Linked DNA regions of Sus scrofa: region 2 is linked to region 1. Evidence: chromatin contacts called from public HiChIP or PLAC-seq data. All regions are on one chromosome and are shown on one strand. The core of a region is the stretch at or near the end of the contact, and the rest is flanking DNA. Distances in the headings are between cores, read along the strand shown. Region 1 holds the start of DDHD2 (phospholipase DDHD2). Region 2 holds the start of BRF2 (transcription factor IIIB 50 kDa subunit).

Region 1 (3,176 bases), core at 588-3,087:
AATATAATAAGAGCTCAGTAAAAGCTGGCTACCATTTTTAGTTATATTAGCAAGGCATCTGAATCAGATGCCTAGAGACTGAGACACAGCCCTGGCTTCCTTCATCCTCCTGGAGAAAACAGGATCTATTCAGGCGTTATAAATTTTAGAAGGCCTATATACACTTGTGGGTAATTGTGTGTGGTTTTTATTTTTATTTTATTTTTTGTCTTTTTACCTTTTCTAGGGGCACACCTTCGGCATATGGAGGTTCCCAGGCTAGGGGTCTAATCAGAGCTGTTGCTGCCAGCCTACGCCACGGCCACAGCAACGCCAGATCCAAGCCGAGTCTGTGACCTACACCACAACTCATGGCAATGCCGGATCCTTAACCCACTGAGTGAGGCCAGGGATCGAACCTGCAACCCCATGGTTCCTAGTCAGATTCGTTTCTGCTGCACCACGACAGGATCTCCTGTGTGTGGTTTTTAAACGGTGAAAGAATTAAGGTGTTAGAAAAATTCCTTTAGTTTCCTTTTTCTCAGCTTTTGCAGAAATAAAACTTCCATTTTCAGCATTCCGTGAACCCCGCCCTGTAATATAGTTAGAAAATAGGGAAGCATTTTATTGCATGCCCTAAAGGAATTGAGGCCTTCCAGAAAACTGTATACTCAGGAGAGCTGGGCAGGTCTACCAATCAGGAAATTCATTTAAACTCTTCAGTTATGTTATTTCTTTTTTTCTTCTTAGGGTGGCACCCGTGACATATGGAAGTTCCCAGGCTAGGGGTCTAATACGAGCTACAGCTGCCGGCCTACGCCACAGCCACAACAACGCAGGATCCCAGCAGAGTCTGTGACCTATACCACAGCTCACCCCAACGCGGGATCCTTAACCCACTGAGCGAGCCCACTGATCGAAACCGCATCCTCATGGATCCTAGTCAGGTTCGTTAACCGCTGAGCCACTACGGGAACTCCCCAGTTATCTTATTTGGACAAAAGTATTTCCTCCTGGGGAGTTCCCGTCGTGGCGCAGTGGTTAACGAATCCGACTAGGAACCATGAGGTTGCGGGTTCGGTCCCTGCCCCTGCTCAGTGGGTTAACGATCCGGCGTTGCCGTGAGCTGTGGTGTAGGTTGCAGACATGGCTCGGATCCCGCGTTGCTGTGGCTCTGGCGTAGGCCGGTGGCTACAGTTCCGATTCGACCCCTAGCCTGGGAACCTCCATATGCCGCGGGAGCGGCCCAAAGAAATAGCAAAAAGACAAAAAAAAAAAAAAAAAAAAAAAAAAGTATTTCCTCCTAAACCGCCCTTGCGGCTTTTAAATCCTGCCAAGCTCACCGCTACATCTTCCAGAGATAAATCTTTTTGGCAGCCTCTAAATCTTAATAAACGCAAAGGGGAAGGGGCAAAGCCCCAGTGACAAGACACTTTTTCTTTGCAAATGCCAATGTCCTCAGCACCCTGAAGTGGAGGTCTGGCAGGATGGAGCTGTTGCTAGCGCCCCGGCCTACTTCTCATCAGGGGTTGTGACATCCCCGTGTCCTCGCACTATCCCGCCCATTAGTAGGGTTAGCCAGGGTACCACAGACTCAGGGGGTCTGTTTCCTCATCTACTAGGTGAGGAGGCTGGGCTGGTCATCTTGAAGAAGATTGCCTTCATCGAAATTATGCTCCCCACCTATAATGTCTCATTCCCCATCCCTGCCTTACAAAGACCTCCGTCCTCGCGGAGTCCCCGTGCATTGGCTGCAGGTGGAGGGCACGCTGCACGCACCACCCGCGTGCCCAGTGCTCCGGCCGCCTGCCCTCTAGGAGGACCAGATCTCGCGCGATTCCCTCCACCTCTCGCGACACTTCCCGCCAGTTCCCCTGCGGGCCTCCACGCCCCACCCGCCGCCGCCTCGACCGGGAGCTACATGTCACTTCACCTTTGCTTTTAGTAGCCCTGCAGGAGCGCTCGCACGCTGGGAGCGCGGTGGAGCTCAGAGTTGGGCGCGAGCCCGGCGGGGCCGCAGGCTCCGCCCTGCCCCGCCCGGGCTCGGGGGAAGGCCTCCGCAGGGACATGTCCTGCCCCCTTCGGCGAGGGCAGGAAAGAGTGAAAGGCTGCGGAGCTGTTAGGTGAGTCCGTGGCAGCGCGTTAGGGGCGGCGGCCTGGCCAAGGGCTCAGACCCAGGTGCGTGTTGGAGGCACTGCAGGATGGAGGTGCCAGCAGCGGAGGAGGACGCGCTGCCCAAGGCGGGGAAGGGGGCTGGGAGGACCAGTCCCGGCGGGGTGAGGTGACCTCGACTCCAGGGGCACGACAGGCCGCCTTTTGTATCCACTGCGCCCGAAGGCAAAGAGAAATTACTTCGTTTGCAATCGAGGCTCCAGCCCTCCTTGCGGGGCTTGGAGGAGGGAGGGGGAGACGCGTTCTCAAGCTCCGAGGTCCCTGATCTGGGCTGCATGAGGCCAGGGGCCACGGGGAAAAAGGAGCACGCAAGGTAGAGAAGGTAAATTCATGCTGGGAAAAAAGATAAAGTAGCGGAAGCCTGGAGAGCGTCCGCTCAAGAGGCCGTGTGTTTGCGGTCCAGCTGCGCAGGCTGCGGAGATAGCAACTATCTTGTCCACTCTCCTAGTGGGGAGGCTGGGTTTACTTTTGATGTCTGCAGTGTTAGTGTCTGCCGAGTGGTCAGAGTGTTGAAAGGATAGAAACACACAGGTCAGAGTCTTCCTTGAGGGAAGGAAGCTGTTGAGGTCACTTGTTACTTTTCATCTGGGACTTGGACGGTGGGAGTGGGTCAGTGCATGCGCGCAGGGGCCCCAAGCAAGCGTTTGTGATTTCAGAATTTGTAAGGTAGTTCCTATTTAAGCACTCTACAAGAACCAGTTCTTAAGTGGATAGTTTTATTTTCGGTATTGTAAGATTTGAGTAGTCATGTAAATATGTAATGACAGGGGCCTGGAGCCTAAAACCAGGTGTTAAGACTTTGTTAGAGTAAATTTTTTTGCCTCTGACAGTAGACTTAGATTTGAAATTGGGGTAAAGTGGGGTTTTTTTGTTGGTGGTGGTTTGTTTTTTTGCAATCAAGAGTTTGATCAGGTGTTTCTTGTGATTCTGGTTTTGTTTAATTAAAACCATGTAGTTTTCTGAGAGAACTGGGAAATCACTACAGAGTGGTTGGTCTAACAATAAGAAGCATTTTGTTTAAAACC
Region 2 (2,903 bases), core at 137-2,636, 280 kb before region 1:
CTCCTTAGTCTACCTCAAACAAATCCCCAAGCAAACCTGAATCTTCCACCTAATTGCTACCTCTCTTAGAACCATCTCCTCGCTCCCTTCCTTTCTTTTTTTTTGCCATGCCCGTGACATGTGGAAGTTCCTGGGCCAGGGATCGAACCCATGCGACAGCAGCAACCCAAGTCATAGCAGGACAACACCAGATCCTTAACCAACTGAGCCACCAGGAAACCCTATCATCCTTTATTTTTAATTACCATTCTCTTCAACTCAGCCTTACACAGTAATGCTGAAAACAGGAAAGATAAGTAGATGGGCTGGACCATCAGGAGAGTTTTCTTTAAAGCACTATGTCATAAAAGGTTTATTCTCACCTCGTTGCTGGCTGCGACTAACTTGTTCATTTTCCCCTGTGCTTCGGGAATATGTTACTTCTGTAAGATAATGGGCAACAAATAGCTTGTTTAGCCTCCACGTGCCACACCCTTGCCCTCCCACCACACAAAACCCAGGAGCCAAACCAGGACGCATCCACTTCTTGTCCCATCTTTGCACATTAAAGGTCCATCTGATTTTCTATGACCACAAACAGTACCCAATACAAAGAAATTTAGGAAGATTAGGACTGCACTAAAGCAGCTCCAAGTGTTCCAGCCATCTCTCTTGTACATCCAATTCAGGCAATTTTCCTGACTGAATATTCTGAGGGTTGCATTGGTCACAGACTTGAAGAGCAGAGAGGGAAGAAAAAAAAAAAAAAAAAAAGATGCTTTTGCCAATTAGTGCTCAAAACTACTTTGCGGTAATAGTATTTTCTGTATTCGTAAAGAATTGATCCGCAATCCTTCCACCATGCCCAGACTAGGTAAATTGAGTGCAGCTTTCTCTCTTGATTTCATTTATTCAGCGTTTATTAATACCAAATACCTTGCTAGAAAAACACAGATAAACCGCAGTCCCTGAGCTTCTACAGCTCACTCGTTCACTTTAGGCCATTTTCTCCCGTGCATGTGACCAGGAAAAGGCAGGAGATAAGAATCTCGACGTCAATCACTCCACTGCCCCCAGGCTGTTATCCATTGCCCTGGAAAAGCCCGCAAGGTACCTCGGAGGTTGCCCTCATCACTGAAGGTGGTCGTAAGGACTCCCTCGGTGACCACACAGCCGCAGTCGGAGCACACCAGCTGGCTCTGCGAATAGTGTGAGTCTTCCACCAGCTCAGTGGAGCCGCAATCGGGGCAGCGGCCTCTTCCCGGCATCTTACAACCCGTCCAGAGCCGAGGAAGCCTTCGGGTAACCGCCCCTAACGTCGACAACAGCAACAGTGTTGCAAACAGGAAGTAGGAGCGGAGCTTTCTAAGGCCTGCACCACCTCCTTCCGGCCAGCGTGACAGCCGTACTATGGGTAGTTCCTCCTCGGCCACGCCCCACTTCCGGTCCTTTCCTCTGAGGACTCGGGTAGAAATGTGAGCCAGGAGACGGGGGTTCCTGCTGGACTGCGTCTTCGGGTTCTCCGCAAACTGTAGTTAGTTTGAGGTGGGCTAGACTAGCAGTTGCATTTGGGTGAGCTTTTTACATGCATGGATACGCATAATATACAAGAAAATTGTTGCCATCCACAAAGAACTCTTTTTTCTAAAGCGCTAGGGGAATCGTAGATGCTCCATTTCCCTTTGGTAAGGAACGTTGATTTGGGCCATGGTACAAAGTTTGTGTCTAAAAGGGAGAGTGGTCTAGTGAGAGGGCAGGGAACTGTGTTCCTTCCAGAGCGCCTTCACCTCGAGCCAGTTGTCTCTTCTCTTTGCAGTCCATTTTTCTCAACTGTGGAATAAAGGAGTTGAATTAAAATCCAGAGTGGCACCCTCAAATGCCTTCAGAGGCTAGGCAAAGAATGTCTAAAGGAGTTGGAGAGAAAGAATATGGGGTGGTGAGGCCTTTGGCAATCTGGAGGGTTCAAGCAGATGCGGATGTTTTTAAAACCTTGAGCTTTAAGATGCTCCAAGATTCTAGCTCCAAAGTTCCTAGCATGGTATATAGCACAGATCAAAGAATCTTGAGGAAAACTGTGCCGCTAGCAGTGTTATAGAAACCAAGCTTACCAATTAGAGATTTTGTATGTCATGTTTGAGCATAAATTAAAAGTCATCAAAGAGGTATTTTCTTTTTCTTTCTTTCTTTCTTTCTTTCTTTCTTTCTTTCTTTCTTTCTTTCTTTCTTTCTTTCTTCCTTCCTTCCTTCCTTCTTCCTTCCTTCCTTCCTTCCTTCCTTCCTTCCTTTTGTCTTTTTATGGTCCTACTCACAGCATATGGAAGTTCCCAGGCTAGGGGTTGAATTGGAGCTGTAGCTGCTGGCTTACACCACAGCAACACCAAACCCGAGCTGCCTCTGCAACCTATACCATAGCTCAAGGCAACACCAGATCCTTAACCCATTGAACAAGGCCAGGGATTGAACCTGCGTCCCCATGGATACTAGTCAGGTTTGTTACCACTGAGCCACAGTGGGAACTCCCAAACTATTACATTTAGAATGGATAAGCAATGAGGTCCTGCTGTATAGCTCAGGGACTTATATCCAATCACTTGTGATAGAACATGATAGAAGATAATATGAGAAAAAGAATGTGTATGCATGTATAACTGGGTCACTTTGCTGTACAGCAGAAATTGACAGAACATTGCAAGTCAACTATAATTAAAATGTTTTTAAATAAATAAATATCCGACTGCAGCAGCTTGAGTCGCTGAAGAGGTGCAGGTTCAATTTCTGGCCTAGTGAGTGGGTTAAATGGCTCGGTATTACACAGCTATGGCATAAGTCCCAGTTGTGGTTCAGATTCAGTCCCTGGCCCAGGAACTTCCACATGCTGCAGGTGCAGCCATAAAATTTTAAAAATACAAATAAAAATAAAAACC

What was found. HiChIP or PLAC-seq counts read pairs in DNA pulled down with a chosen protein or histone mark.
Region 2: a contact with region 1 is called in an H3K27ac HiChIP or PLAC-seq map of alveolar macrophages. The contact joins the promoter of BRF2 here to the promoter of DDHD2 in region 1. A contact is called at or near these places in 1 of 47 Hi-C or Micro-C datasets (subcutaneous adipose tissue) and 1 of 2 datasets of contacts at active chromatin or transcription factors (alveolar macrophages).

What each region holds. Positions count from the first base shown.
Region 1 is chr15:48,291,062-48,294,237 of Sscrofa11.1, reverse strand. DDHD2 (phospholipase DDHD2) reads left to right here and starts at 1,837. Exons shown (of 16, transcript XR_002339364.1): 1 at 1,837-2,102.
Region 2 is chr15:48,566,690-48,569,592 of Sscrofa11.1, reverse strand. BRF2 (transcription factor IIIB 50 kDa subunit) reads right to left here and starts at 1,386. Exons shown (of 4, transcript XM_003133367.6): 1 at 1,094-1,386; 2 at 363-422. The coding sequence starts at 1,247.